2 separate regions of the Arachis hypogaea genome follow, and region 1 is linked to region 2. Evidence: chromatin contacts called from public Hi-C data. All regions are on one chromosome and are shown on one strand. Each heading gives the region's core, a stretch centred on a gene start, on an enhancer-like site or on the middle of the called end of the contact. The rest is flanking DNA. Distances are from core to core; before and after follow the strand shown.

Evidence for each region. A called contact is a pair of places that touch in the nucleus more often than the background predicts.
Region 1: a Hi-C map of leaf shows a contact between it and region 2, with 2.6 times the contacts expected there. The contact joins the enhancer-like site here to the promoter of LOC112716068 in region 2. A contact is called at or near these places in 2 of 8 Hi-C or Micro-C datasets (both in leaf).

The regions. Positions count from the first base shown.
Region 1 is chr10:97,841,175-97,847,411 of arahy.Tifrunner.gnm2.J5K5, reverse strand. It overlaps LOC112717784, which reads right to left. Exons shown (of 8, transcript XM_025769727.1): 3 at 6,188-6,237; 4 at 5,388-6,043; 5 at 4,633-5,023; 6 at 4,157-4,545; 7 at 3,808-3,888; 8 at 2,286-3,703. The coding sequence ends at 2,286. It also overlaps the pseudogene LOC112717785. Among protein-coding and RNA genes, the nearest start is that of LOC112717784, 4.5 kb to the right of the region's middle. Within about 2 kb of position 1,466, at least 2 of the 3 cell types and tissues checked have open chromatin away from gene starts, as enhancers often do.
Region 2 is chr10:97,692,867-97,698,878 of arahy.Tifrunner.gnm2.J5K5, reverse strand. LOC112716068 (pentatricopeptide repeat-containing protein At3g09650, chloroplastic) reads right to left here and starts at 3,411. Exons shown (of 3, transcript XM_025767921.3): 1 at 3,287-3,411.

The sequences.
Region 1 (6,237 bases), core at 217-2,716, 150 kb before region 2:
CTCCTGGCCTTCTTGCCAATGTGATTCCATTTGCAAAGCTTTCGTAAGTTCCCACATCAGGGTGGAACCCCTCGTCCTTCATCTTTTGAATTACTTTCTTTGCTTTCTTCAACCAAACTCAACCTGAAATACCCTTCAACAAACATGATCCATGTGATCACATCCACCTTCACTCGAGGATCATTCAACATTTCATCAAAGACCTTGTAAGCCAGCTTCGGCTGGTCAAAGAATGTGAAAGCTTTCATCATTGTCGTGTAACTATCCTTGATGGGAGCTATCCCTCTTGTTCTCATTTCATTGTAGGAGCCGAGAGCCCCAACACTGTCATCAACCAATATGCACCCATTCAATCAGTATGTTATAGGACAACAGATCAGGCTGAATACCTCCATCATCAACCATCTCCTTAATCAACTCTCTTGCTTTATCTATCTGAAATTGATTGCAATAACCCTTAAGAAGAACATTATATGTTATTCGATTCACTGCCACGCCAATCCTCATCATTTCAGAAAGAACTTGTCGTGCCCTATCCATGTAACCAGCCTTCACAAGTGCCGAAACCACGGTGGTATAAGAAACATGATTAGGAAGGCTACCGGCGCATTGCCTCTAGCATCCTCACAATATCAGTAACCCTCCCAGCTTTCATATAACCCTTCATCAGAGTGGTGTACATTCTAGTATTTGGAGCATAAGCTTTTGGCAACAACGGCAAATCATTGCAACCGTTAGATTCCATGAAATTCGGAAGCAATTTGGCAAAAACATTCTCAACGTCAACGTCGGCATCATTATCATCACTCTCATTTAATTGTTCTAAATTCAACTCAATTTCTCGTTCTCTTTCCCTTATTATCCTAGAAAGATCCCTTCTTCCTTCCCTCATTGCCAGAACTAATCTCTCAGCAGTTTCTAAATCGCCAAGATCAACATAAGAGGCGACAATGCAATGCAAAATTGTGACACAAAATGAAATCCCTAATTGAAGAATCCTCTCCAAAACATAAACAAGCAAGTGGTTCCTACCAGTTCTACAACACAGCTTCATCAAAATGTTGTAACTGAATGCATCAGGAACGACGTCGTATTGAGGCATTTCATTGAATACCTGCAAGAACATGTTAGAGTCACCCAAATTGGCATAGGAATTAAGCACCGCATTGAATGCAGCGATGTCAGGCATTGATGCTGCGGCGACTACGTCGCCACTGGAGAGTTTTCGGAGGCGGCGGGTGATGCCCTTGAAAAGACGGAAAGCCTCGGCAGGGCCATTGTCATTGTAAGAAGCGAAGCGGCTGACGACGGCTGACCAGGCCTTGACGTTAGCGTCGATTTGTAGGAAATCGTTACTAACAATCTGAGTGAAGAGGAAGAATAATCAGGAAGTGTTGGATCAACAATCTAGCGGCTAGGATTAGCTTAGAAAGATGAGAGTAACGATTTGATGGGAAGTGACACGTGGTAAGAGATAAAGAGAGGCCCCGCGTGAAAAGAGAGGGAGATAGGATAGCCAGCAACCGTTGGATCGAAGATCTTGGCTGGGAGTTCAGATGGAAATCAATAATACCGATTTGTTGGAATGTTCCGTGGCGTGCATGCGAGGAGCGCTGTGTGGTCCGTGATTCCAGATGCACATTGACACTCTCTCATCTCACTCATCATTCAGAAGTCTGAAAGGCTAAATTGGTTAACTCTCTTCCTCGCATGCCTTTCTTTCCACCACCGTTTTTTTTTTTCATTTGAAGGTTTCTTGTTCTTTGGAGTTGCAGGTTTATTTTTTCCAAGCCGGTGAAGAAGAAAATTTCAATGGACAAGCATATTGTGAAATATCTTTGATCATTTTAGATAAGTAGTAGTGAAATAGCTCATGCGATGCACGGCAATAAATTAAGAAAACTGAAGTTAAACATAGTTTTTTATTGGTTGTTTGATAAAAAAATGGATTAAACAAATAGTGTAATTAAAAAGATATTTTTTAGAGCATAACCTTTATGAATGAAGATTATTAAACACCTCGCGATACACAACATTAATGGTAGAGTTTGAGTTTATCTCCGTCTTATTCTGAATCAACATTAATGGTAGAGTTTGAGTTCATCTCCGTCTTATTCTGAATCAGTAATCTAATTTCATTTTTTGACTTAATTTTTGATAATGCAACATAGAATTATCCATGTGTGAAAACTGGTTTTGGTAAAAATAATCCAACCCTGGTAAGAGTTTATTCTTGACTTGTTAATTGTCATGGCAAAAGAAACTATCATTAAGAATTGCCTTTGCTAAAATTTAAATGGTAGAATCTCATTATTTAGAACCATGTTTATTCGAGGTATCAATATAACCTGACCTGATCTATTCCTGGTCAAAACCATGCACTCAATAACATGCTTGCCTATCCTTCTGACTTGTAACTTGGTACGATTGCAAAGACCGTTTGATTGGTTAATATTTCTAAGAAGCATGACAGGTACTCCAGGTTTTAATTTTAATTTATGTGGAGATATCCCTGAGCAATTTGTTGCATTCAAAACATCCATACTAAATGTATCCAACTCAACCTCCATGTTACTCTCCTCTACATATAATGAATCAGAACTCAAGTAAATCCTTTCATCACCTGGCAGTGATTCCATCATGTTGTTGTTTACCTCGTTCACTACTTCCAACGTAGGTGCAAGGATGGTACGTTCCTTGAAATAATCAGGTTCTTTACATCCAGACAAAAAATTTGGATAAACAAATCGTACCAACCTTTCGAAAGAATTGTCTTCATCAGGTATGATTAACTCATCTGGAATCAATACCTCAGATTCACCATCTGTTGAGTCACCAGTTAAACCATCTCCAATCAAAAGAATCCATTTTGCAAATTCATCGACTTCTACCTGGTGTAGTAAGTTTACCCCACTATTAAGCCTCATGTTCTTGGTGAGTTTCAATACTTTGCATCGATTCCATAGATATGATGTTATTGATGCTTGAATGATGTCTTGACGTGAACCCATAGGAATGACGGGTAGAATTTGTCTAAAATCACCACCTAATACCACAACCTTACCACCAAAAGGTTCATCCTGATTGTAGTTAGTTTCAAACCTCAAGACGTCCTTCAGCGACTTGTCTAAAGCTTCGTAACAGTACTTACTTAACATTGGAGCCTTGTCCCATATGATAAATTTTGCCTTGCAAATCAGACGGGCTAATGATGAACCTTGTTTAATATTGCAAACAGAGTCCTCGTTAATATTAAATGGTATCCTAAACCTCAAATGAGCAGTGCACCCATTAGGTAGTAAGAGAGCAGCAATACCATTTGATGCAACATTTAGCACAATATCACCCTTGCTTCTTATTACAGTTGAGAGTGCTGTATACAGGAATATTTTACCAGTTCCACCGTATCCATATAGAAAGAAGAATCCACCTAAATTTAACTGAACAGCCTTAACAATCTCATCAAATGCATGGCATTGTTCATCAGTCATTTTCTGTATTGACTCATTGCATCGTAAATGTAAGATACCATGGTCAAAATTAAGCTCATCAATAATCATTCTATCATCTAAACCATCAATATCATTTTCACATAGGTATGGCATGGTTTTAAAATCTCTAAGTGATCTGCCATTTGTTTGCATCTGTTCTTCAACCTTTATGAGAGTGAGGTTCAGAATCTGTTCATCTGTTAAGCACAACTCTACATCCAAAAAAAGTACAAAAGAACACAGATATTGTGAAAAAATAATGTCTTAAATTGTTAATGTAAGATAAATATAGTATTCTACATATTGCATGTATTACCTTGATTATAGTGTGTCCTTCTCATTTCAAACAAAATATCATCTGCAAAATGTTTGTAGCATATTTTCCAAACATTACGGTCTAGAAAGTGTATTTGAGATTAACAAAACAACAAAAAGTCCACGAAGGTATTTAGCTGAAGCCCATGTGCTAGCTTCTAGAATTGCATCAATGAATTCTCTATCGTCATGGAGGAGACCAAGTGCATAGCATATGCCTTTAAAAGAACTATATGAAACCCCTTCCATTGTACGTATGTCTCTGAAGCTTGTACAACCACGTTGGATGTTAAGTAGAAGTCTTAAGTAATAATTTTCACCATTACCACGCGGTATATGGCTTAGCCTACCTATTGAGAAGCCTATCTTCCTTGGAACCCACATAGAATGATCCTTCTTCCATACAAATTTATTCGGAAACTCACTATATGTAAGTGCCCTACCAATTTCATATCTTTTGTTAGCAGCCATCCATGCCAATAGTTTAGTCAGCTTCCCATTGGCACGTTCAATTACATCTTCTATGCTTTCGTTGTCTCTAAAAACAATCGAATGCTCATTTGGTAGATGAAATGGAAGTCTAATAATAGCAGGTTCTTTCACTTGAATATCATAACCAAATATTCTCCAAGCTACTTCACTTGCAGATATGTAGCTGCAATCATAGTAATTACGTATTTTGTCAACAACTTGCATTCCACAACCATCATCCGATGTCTGGAAGAATGATGCAGTGACTCTATCATTTCCTTTGTGTACATATTTGAATAAGTACTTAATGGAAGAAGTTTAACATGTATGCTCGACATTAATGTGACAACCATACTTTAATAACAAAGATGGATTGTAAGGAACAATATATGAATTATCATGCAACACGTTCCTCTTTGATGTAGTACGACCATTATCAACCCTCTTGTACTTCGGAAAACCAACCTCATCAGTAATGGTCCTAACACGTAATGGCTTAGGGAAGAATTTACTGCATCTGCCATTAATCATGCATGGGCTATCCTTGTTGTACTTCCCGCAAGGGCCATGAACCATGAATTTCTCCACTACTGCATATAATTTAGGCCTAGACCTCTTATCAGGTATCTCAGTAGAAATGTGCCTACCAATATCTGAGGGTGATTTTGGCTTTGCAGATGGATGTGTGAATAAAAGAATATGAGCATGTGGTAGCCCTCTTTTTTGAAACTCAATAGTGCAAACATCTGTTTACATGAAGCAAATATGAGTACTTCAATAATAAAGTTATGATTCTTAATAATTATTATATAATGTATAGAAGTAATGCAATACTTACATCCACTTATCTTACCAAAGTATTTACCATTCTTTAGGTCTCTCATCAGATTGTTAAGTTTTATCTTGAACACTCAAGATACATATCTAGCCGATCTTGTGCTTGTAAACCAGTTCTTTGTAGCAATCTTTTAATCTCAGTCCACTCGGGATTGCATGTGATAGTTATGAAGTAGCTTGGGTAGCCAGCATACTTTCATATAGCAAATGCATCTTTACAGTTGTTAAACATGTATTTAGAACCTCCAGAAAAGCTACTCAAAAGAATAATACGTTGGCCAGTGACAACAGCATCAGCTTCACCTCTAGTAAATAATTCGTGTAGGACTCTATAATTCTCAACTCTTAACTTGCATTGGCTGAATCTAAGAAAATTAAGCCTTTCAGCCTCTATCATTGTGTATGCATCAACCAAGAATTGTTGGAAAAGCCTACGTGATTGTAACAACATATGGCAATCTTGTCCTTTCATCTGAACACGATAACTAAAGAACTTTCTCATGCTTATCCTTGTCCTCTTTTTAGAACCATCGATGTTGTACCGAAAAGATGTCTCTATATCATTCCTATAACCATCCTCTGCATAGGGGAAAAGTAATGGATACTGTAAAGCAAGGTACTGAGGATGCAATACATCAATTCTCTTTAGTTGTCTTGCAGTTGACTCAATGATGATATCTCTGTCGATAATCGAGTCATCAACATCACCGACAACCAATGCAGCAACCTCAGATACTGTTGGCAGATTGTATCTCCTTCCATCCGTATCTCTTTTCCGAATCAACTTAAGCCTAACATCAGGAACATTATCTAACTTGAATCTATCCCTGGCATAACAGAACATCTTGGCGAGAGGGTTGTGTGCATCTAACATGTCTTTCAAGGTTGAGATACTTTTCCTTTCAATATTAGAAACATTCTTATTTGACCTGTAAAATTTAAGTAAAATGGTGTGAGTAATTTCTATTAGTATTACATTAAAAAGTACAAATCATATTACACATAAAAGAGGATTAGTAACATAACATAGATTTGTATAATTTTGTCCTAACGGCATTGATTCTATTATCAACCTCATTCTCCGTGTCATATATTTGGCAAATTTAGGTCTCTCATTATCATT
Region 2 (6,012 bases), core at 2,162-4,661:
TTTCAGGTTCAGTATTACACCGAGGGCACAAATCAGAACTGTCCAAACCTCTATGAAATCGAAAAGCAGTCGTAGGAATTGCATTATGAATACATAGCCGAATAAAAATTTTTTACTTTTCGGGAACTCGGATCCGCCATAACCAAAGACAATTGGTCTACTCCTCCCAACCGAAAACACGCTTACAAAGCCACAAGTAGCCATTTCTAGAAGAATAAATAATGGAAGGAGTTGCTGACCACCTCCAACTAGCCCCCTCACCCATTTGACAATCTGGATTATACGAAAGAATACTCTGTTTAACAAGGTCAGGTAAGGGAGTGTGGCACCTCTTAAGCTTCCACTGTCCATCCTCCCAAAAATCACTGATATTACTCTCAAATCCAGAAATATGAACATACAGCACTTCCTTGGCCAAAGGACCTTCCATCCTCCATTTTCCAAACCAAAAAGATTGGTTAAGAGGACCAATATTCCATGTGAAACCATCTCTTAGAAGATTAAAGGCCTTGCAAATACTTCTCCATACATGAGATGCATTTCTGGGAGGCATGAAGAGACTAGTATCAAACTTTTTGAGGTATTTATGAAAAATCAGTTGGACCCAAAGTTTCTTCAAACAGTTAAAGAGCTACCAAATTATCTTTCCTATCAGAGCAATATTAGCGCAAGCCAGATCTCTAATGCCAAGCCCACCAAATTTCTTTGGGGTTATAACTGTATTCCAATTAGTCAGACTTAAACCCCTTCCATCAACCTTTCCTTTTCATAGAAAAAAGCCGCATCATAAATGTAATCTTATCAGATACAGAAGAAGGAAACAAAGATACCTACATTCGATAAGTTGGAATGGAAGCCACTACTGAATTAATGAGACAAAGCATGCCGGCTCTATTGAGAAGTCTGCCCTTCCAGTTAGCAAGCCTACCTTTGATCTTATCCACAATACCATTAAAAGAGGCTCTAGTAACTCTAGCATGGTGAAGATTAACTTCAAGATATTTACCTAAGTCTTGGGTAAAGCGGATAGAAGAGACACCAGTAAAAAGCTCTTTCCTTCTATTATTGACATTCTTAGAGCACAGGGCCTTTGATTTGTCCAAATTGATATTCATCCCCGATGCTCTACAGAAGCTTTGGAGGGCATGCATAACACATTCTACCTGAGATTTTTGCACTTTACAAAACAGAAGAAGATCGTCTGTAAATATGAGATGAGAAATTCTAGGACCACCCCTAGTCACTGCCACTGGATCCCAAATGCCCGAATCAACCTGATTAGCAATGTACCTAGCTAGGCGCTCCATACATAAAACGAAAAGGTAGGAAGACATGGGGTCTCCCTGCCGAAGGCCTCTTCTAGGAGCAAAACTGTCTAATCTATTTCCATTCCATAATAAAGTCAACGAGGAAACTCGAACACAAGTCATAATTAATTTGATAGTAGACGAAGAAAAACCAAACTTGCCCAAAGTATGCTCTAGGAACCGCCAATCAATCCTGTCATAAGCTTTTTCCAAGTCTATTTTGAAAGCAAGAGTTCCTTTACAGGACTTGGTCTGTTTCATGAAGTGTAGAATCTCTTGAACAATGATTATATTGTCGGGGGCGTCCCTCCCTGGGATAAACCCACCTTGAAGAGGACCGATAATCTTTGTCAAAAAAAGGTCGAAGGCGATTAACAAGAACCTTTGTGATGACCTTATAGACCACATTACATAGACTAATAGGGCGAAAATCCTTGAAATAAGAAGGAACATCTACCTTTAGGATAAGCACAATAAGAGTCTCCATGATTCTTGTATCAATAAGATTACCCCTTAAAGCACTCTTCACAAGTTGCCAAAATATCCACTCCTACAATTTCCCAATACTCCTTAAAGAAATAAGTCTGAAAGCCATTCAAACCTGGAGCCTTAAAGGAGTTCATGCTAAACACTGCTACTTTAACCTCAGCAAGAGTCACTGGAGCAGTAAGTGTCTCACAAGCTTCAGCACTAAGGCAAGGCAAAATAACGTCTCCCAAGCAATCAACTTCTACCTCCTCTATAGAACAAAAGAGATTCTTAAAGAAAGAGGTGGCTTCTTATTGAAGAATTTCTGAATCTGTAGACCAGGAATCATAAAAAATAATAGCCTATTAATCTTATTAAATCTCCTGCAAATCAACGTTTGAAGGTGGAAGAACTTGGTGTTTTTGTCACCAAACCGCACCCATTGTTCCTTTGACTTTTGAAACCAAAACAACTCCTCCTGAAGTAAAATGCGGTTATAATCTTCATTAAGTTTCTTTTCTTTAATCCTTAATGAAAAAACATCAGTCACCTCCAACCTCTTTTGAATGGCGCTGATCTGATTCTCTAAATTCCTCTTCTTAGTAAAAATATTATCAAAAACCTTAGCATTAAAATCCAAGGACCCTTGCTTAACAGCATTTAAATTTGTAGGGATACTATGATTATTACCACTCCATGCATTTTGTACAACTTGCTTGAAGGAAGGGTGAGTACTTCAAGCAACTTGGAAACGGAATGGCCTATCTCCCTTTGGCTGAGAAATACCATGGCACCTTAATAAAATAGGACAATGATCAGAGTGAAGATGACATAAGATTTCAGCATAAGCCTCGGGAAATAAAGAAAGCCAAGAGCTATTGATAAGCACTCCATCCAGCTTCTTTGCGATATCTATATTATTATGAACTCTTCTATACCATGTAAAATTTCTGCCTATCATTCGGAGATCAAAAAACCCACAATCATCCAAAGTTGAGGAGAATAAAGCAGCTCTGTGACTGGAGAAATGACCTCCATTAACTTCATCTTCTTTGAGAATTTCATTAAAATCTCCCATAACTAGCCAAGGGCCTTCAAAAGAAGTTGCCAAACTAGAAAGATACTCCCAAAGAAGAATTCTATGCTCAAACTGAGGGCTAGCATAAATTGCACTACACCTCCAATTATAAGAACCCAAATAAAAATCAAAGGTAATGCATTGATCAAAGCTATTTATTAGCTGGCAAGTTAAGTTGGGAATTGAAGAGAGGAACCAAATTCCCCCTTTATGCCCAGCAGCTTCAACAATTCCTACAATATTATAACCAAGACCCTCCCAAAAGGATTTCAAATTATTGAAAGAAGAGTGAGTTTCAACAATAATAAAAAAAGATGGATGAAATTTATTAACTAATTTCTTGCAGTGAACCCGTGCCAATTTGTTTGAGGCACCCCTAATATTCCACATCAAAATATTCAGTCTATCCATAATCAACAAAAAAAAATTGTACCCAAGCTTGCGACTTCATACTGCGGCTTTTGCCATTGTCGTAGGTCCACCTTCCACACTAACCCCTTCTTCACGCGCCGTTGCATCTGTTTCATTCTGGTTCACTGGGGAAGATTGCAAAGATGCTGGTCTGTGTCTCTTTCTTGCCGTTTCAATAAGAGGAGAATGAGAAACAATGCTCTGTTTAGCTTTTTCTGAAAACGCTTCAGAGATGCCAAATACCTCAGCCTTATTGGCCTTGACCCCTTTCCTCACCTTATTAGAACCAAGCTTAGTCTCCTTATGGCCCAAAGAAAAGCCTATTCTCTTTATGTTTGCATATCCTCCTTTATTTATTGCTTGGGTTTTATTATTCATAGGCCCAATTGAACCATTAGAATAATGTGGACCCACCGGAGCCTTACTTTTCCTAACTACTTTATTCCATTCATTTCCTTTATTAATACCCCCATCCACAACGTGAATAGCCTTGTCTTTTCTACCCACTTTAGTCCATCCATTATTTATATTAACTCCTTCATCAAGAACATGATTTGCATGCACATTCTTCTCCATAAAATCCGCACTATCCTTAGCCAAACGATCATTCCCGCTAATTGCTCCAAATTCAAAAACTTGCTTGACTTGGTACACCGCCGGTGATAGGATCTTCAATTGATTGTGAGCATCAACCACCGTCGCACCACTACCTATCTTTTCCAAAGATGCAGTGGATGCCGCACCCAAGGGAGCTTGGTGAGAAGGAGTCTCTTTCGGTGAGCTCGTCGCTAATATGAAGGCTGGAGCTTTGTTATTGGTTTTGCAATCTGCTAGTACATGCCCGTAACACCTATAAGTACCACAGATTAAATCTAAACTCTCATATTCAACGCAATATGTGCTACCATTTACCAATACCTCTGTGACAACAGGCAACCCCAGGTCTATCTCCACACAAGCCCTTGTAAATCTTCCTCTCTCTGCTTCCTTAGTGGCGAGATCAATTTTGATAGGGTTACCAATTGCTGCTGCTATACGATGCATCGCTTCTTCTTGATAGAAAAGAATGTTTAAGCCTGAAATGCGAATCCATACTAAAGTAGTTCCAAAGGAAGCATCATTCGGATGAAAAGACGGAGACCATGGTTTAACTGCTAAGTTATATCCTTGGATCATCCACAGTCCTCCCAAAAGAATTTTCTCTCTATCTTCAATCAAATCACATTTGATCATGAAATAACCAAAACCCACGTCCATAACTTCGTACCCTCCATGCAGCCTCCACACATGCTTGAGTTTGAAGACCATCGCTGAGTAGCTAAGAGGCTTGCCAAGAACTTTTATCACAATAGAACCCAAGTAAGGTTCTGCTAACGCTTTGAGTCCTTCCTCAGAGAAAGTAACACTTGGAGGTTTGGAATCGCCTTGTTTGCCTTGCACAGTAGCCAAACGATCTCCTACAAGTGCACCATCCATGCATAGAGGTTTAGGTTTAGAAGCTCCTATAACTTTATCTCGAAAAGAAACTTTCAAGCCCTTGTTTTCACCCTCTTTGACACCAGTTGATCCCACCCCAACACCCTCCTTGACACTAGAAGATCCCGCCCCAATACTCTCCCCCCTTGTTGCTCCCTCCGGCCTAACCATAGACCTTTCTATGTTTCCCTCGCTCATATATATCTCTCTCTCTCTCTCTCTCCGCCTAACCTATATCAGTACAGACAAATGTTAGTACACTTTTTAGTTTTGACAAATTTTGATGATTGATGACAAACTTTTATGTTTGATATTTATTTTTAGATATTTCTTGTGTGTTTAATTTTTGTTGAGCGATTATTTGATTATTGATTAGCTCTGATTCTATTGTGCTGTTGTTTTGTGTTGTAATTTTATTATTTTAATTTATTGATTATTGATTAAATATTTGTGATATATAACCTCTGCTTTCTAAGTACTTAAACTTTTGTGTTTGTGCACCACATTGGAAAAAAACTATATGATTTTGTCAATTACCCTTCTTAGGAGCCTAATGAAATGGTTTTTGTTCCCTTTCCTACAAAATCAAAAATTGGTATGCTTTTGTTAGTGATAAGAATTTATTTGGATGTCCAAAACTATGGTAATGACATGAATTTATTTTTGCTTCCTGCTACAGATGATTGATGATCAAGATCTAGGTTTTTTTGCCAAAGACTTCATTGACACTAGATAAAATTTGCTAGATAAATATTTTGTTCAGAAATCACTTTAAATGATTATTGATTAGCTCTGCTCACTGTTATTGTGTTCGTTCTTTTCTACTCTGAATTTTACTGTATTGTTGTACTTTTGTGCTCATTGTTTTTAATTCAATGAAGTAATAGATGAATTGAATTAACTCAATTAAATAGTGGAGTAGATGATCGAATATTTGTTATTGGTTTGGTTAATTCAATGAATTTTTATTTTTATTTTTGTGACTATCTTACTGAGTTCAATAGTGATATAATGACTAATAAATAATAGATTGTTAATAGTTATGAAATCAAAGGTTATATTAGATTTTAATTGATATAATACTTTATAATTAGAAGATATTTTAAAGTTCATATTAGACTATAATTATGCTTTAGAGTATTTATTTATTATTTTATTATAAAATAGTTTTTTCGGTTAGATCATGATTAAACCGTTTGAACTAGTAAATCAGTGACTAGAGCGGTTCGATGACTGATCTGGTTTTTAAAACCTTGATTTTCACATTGATTC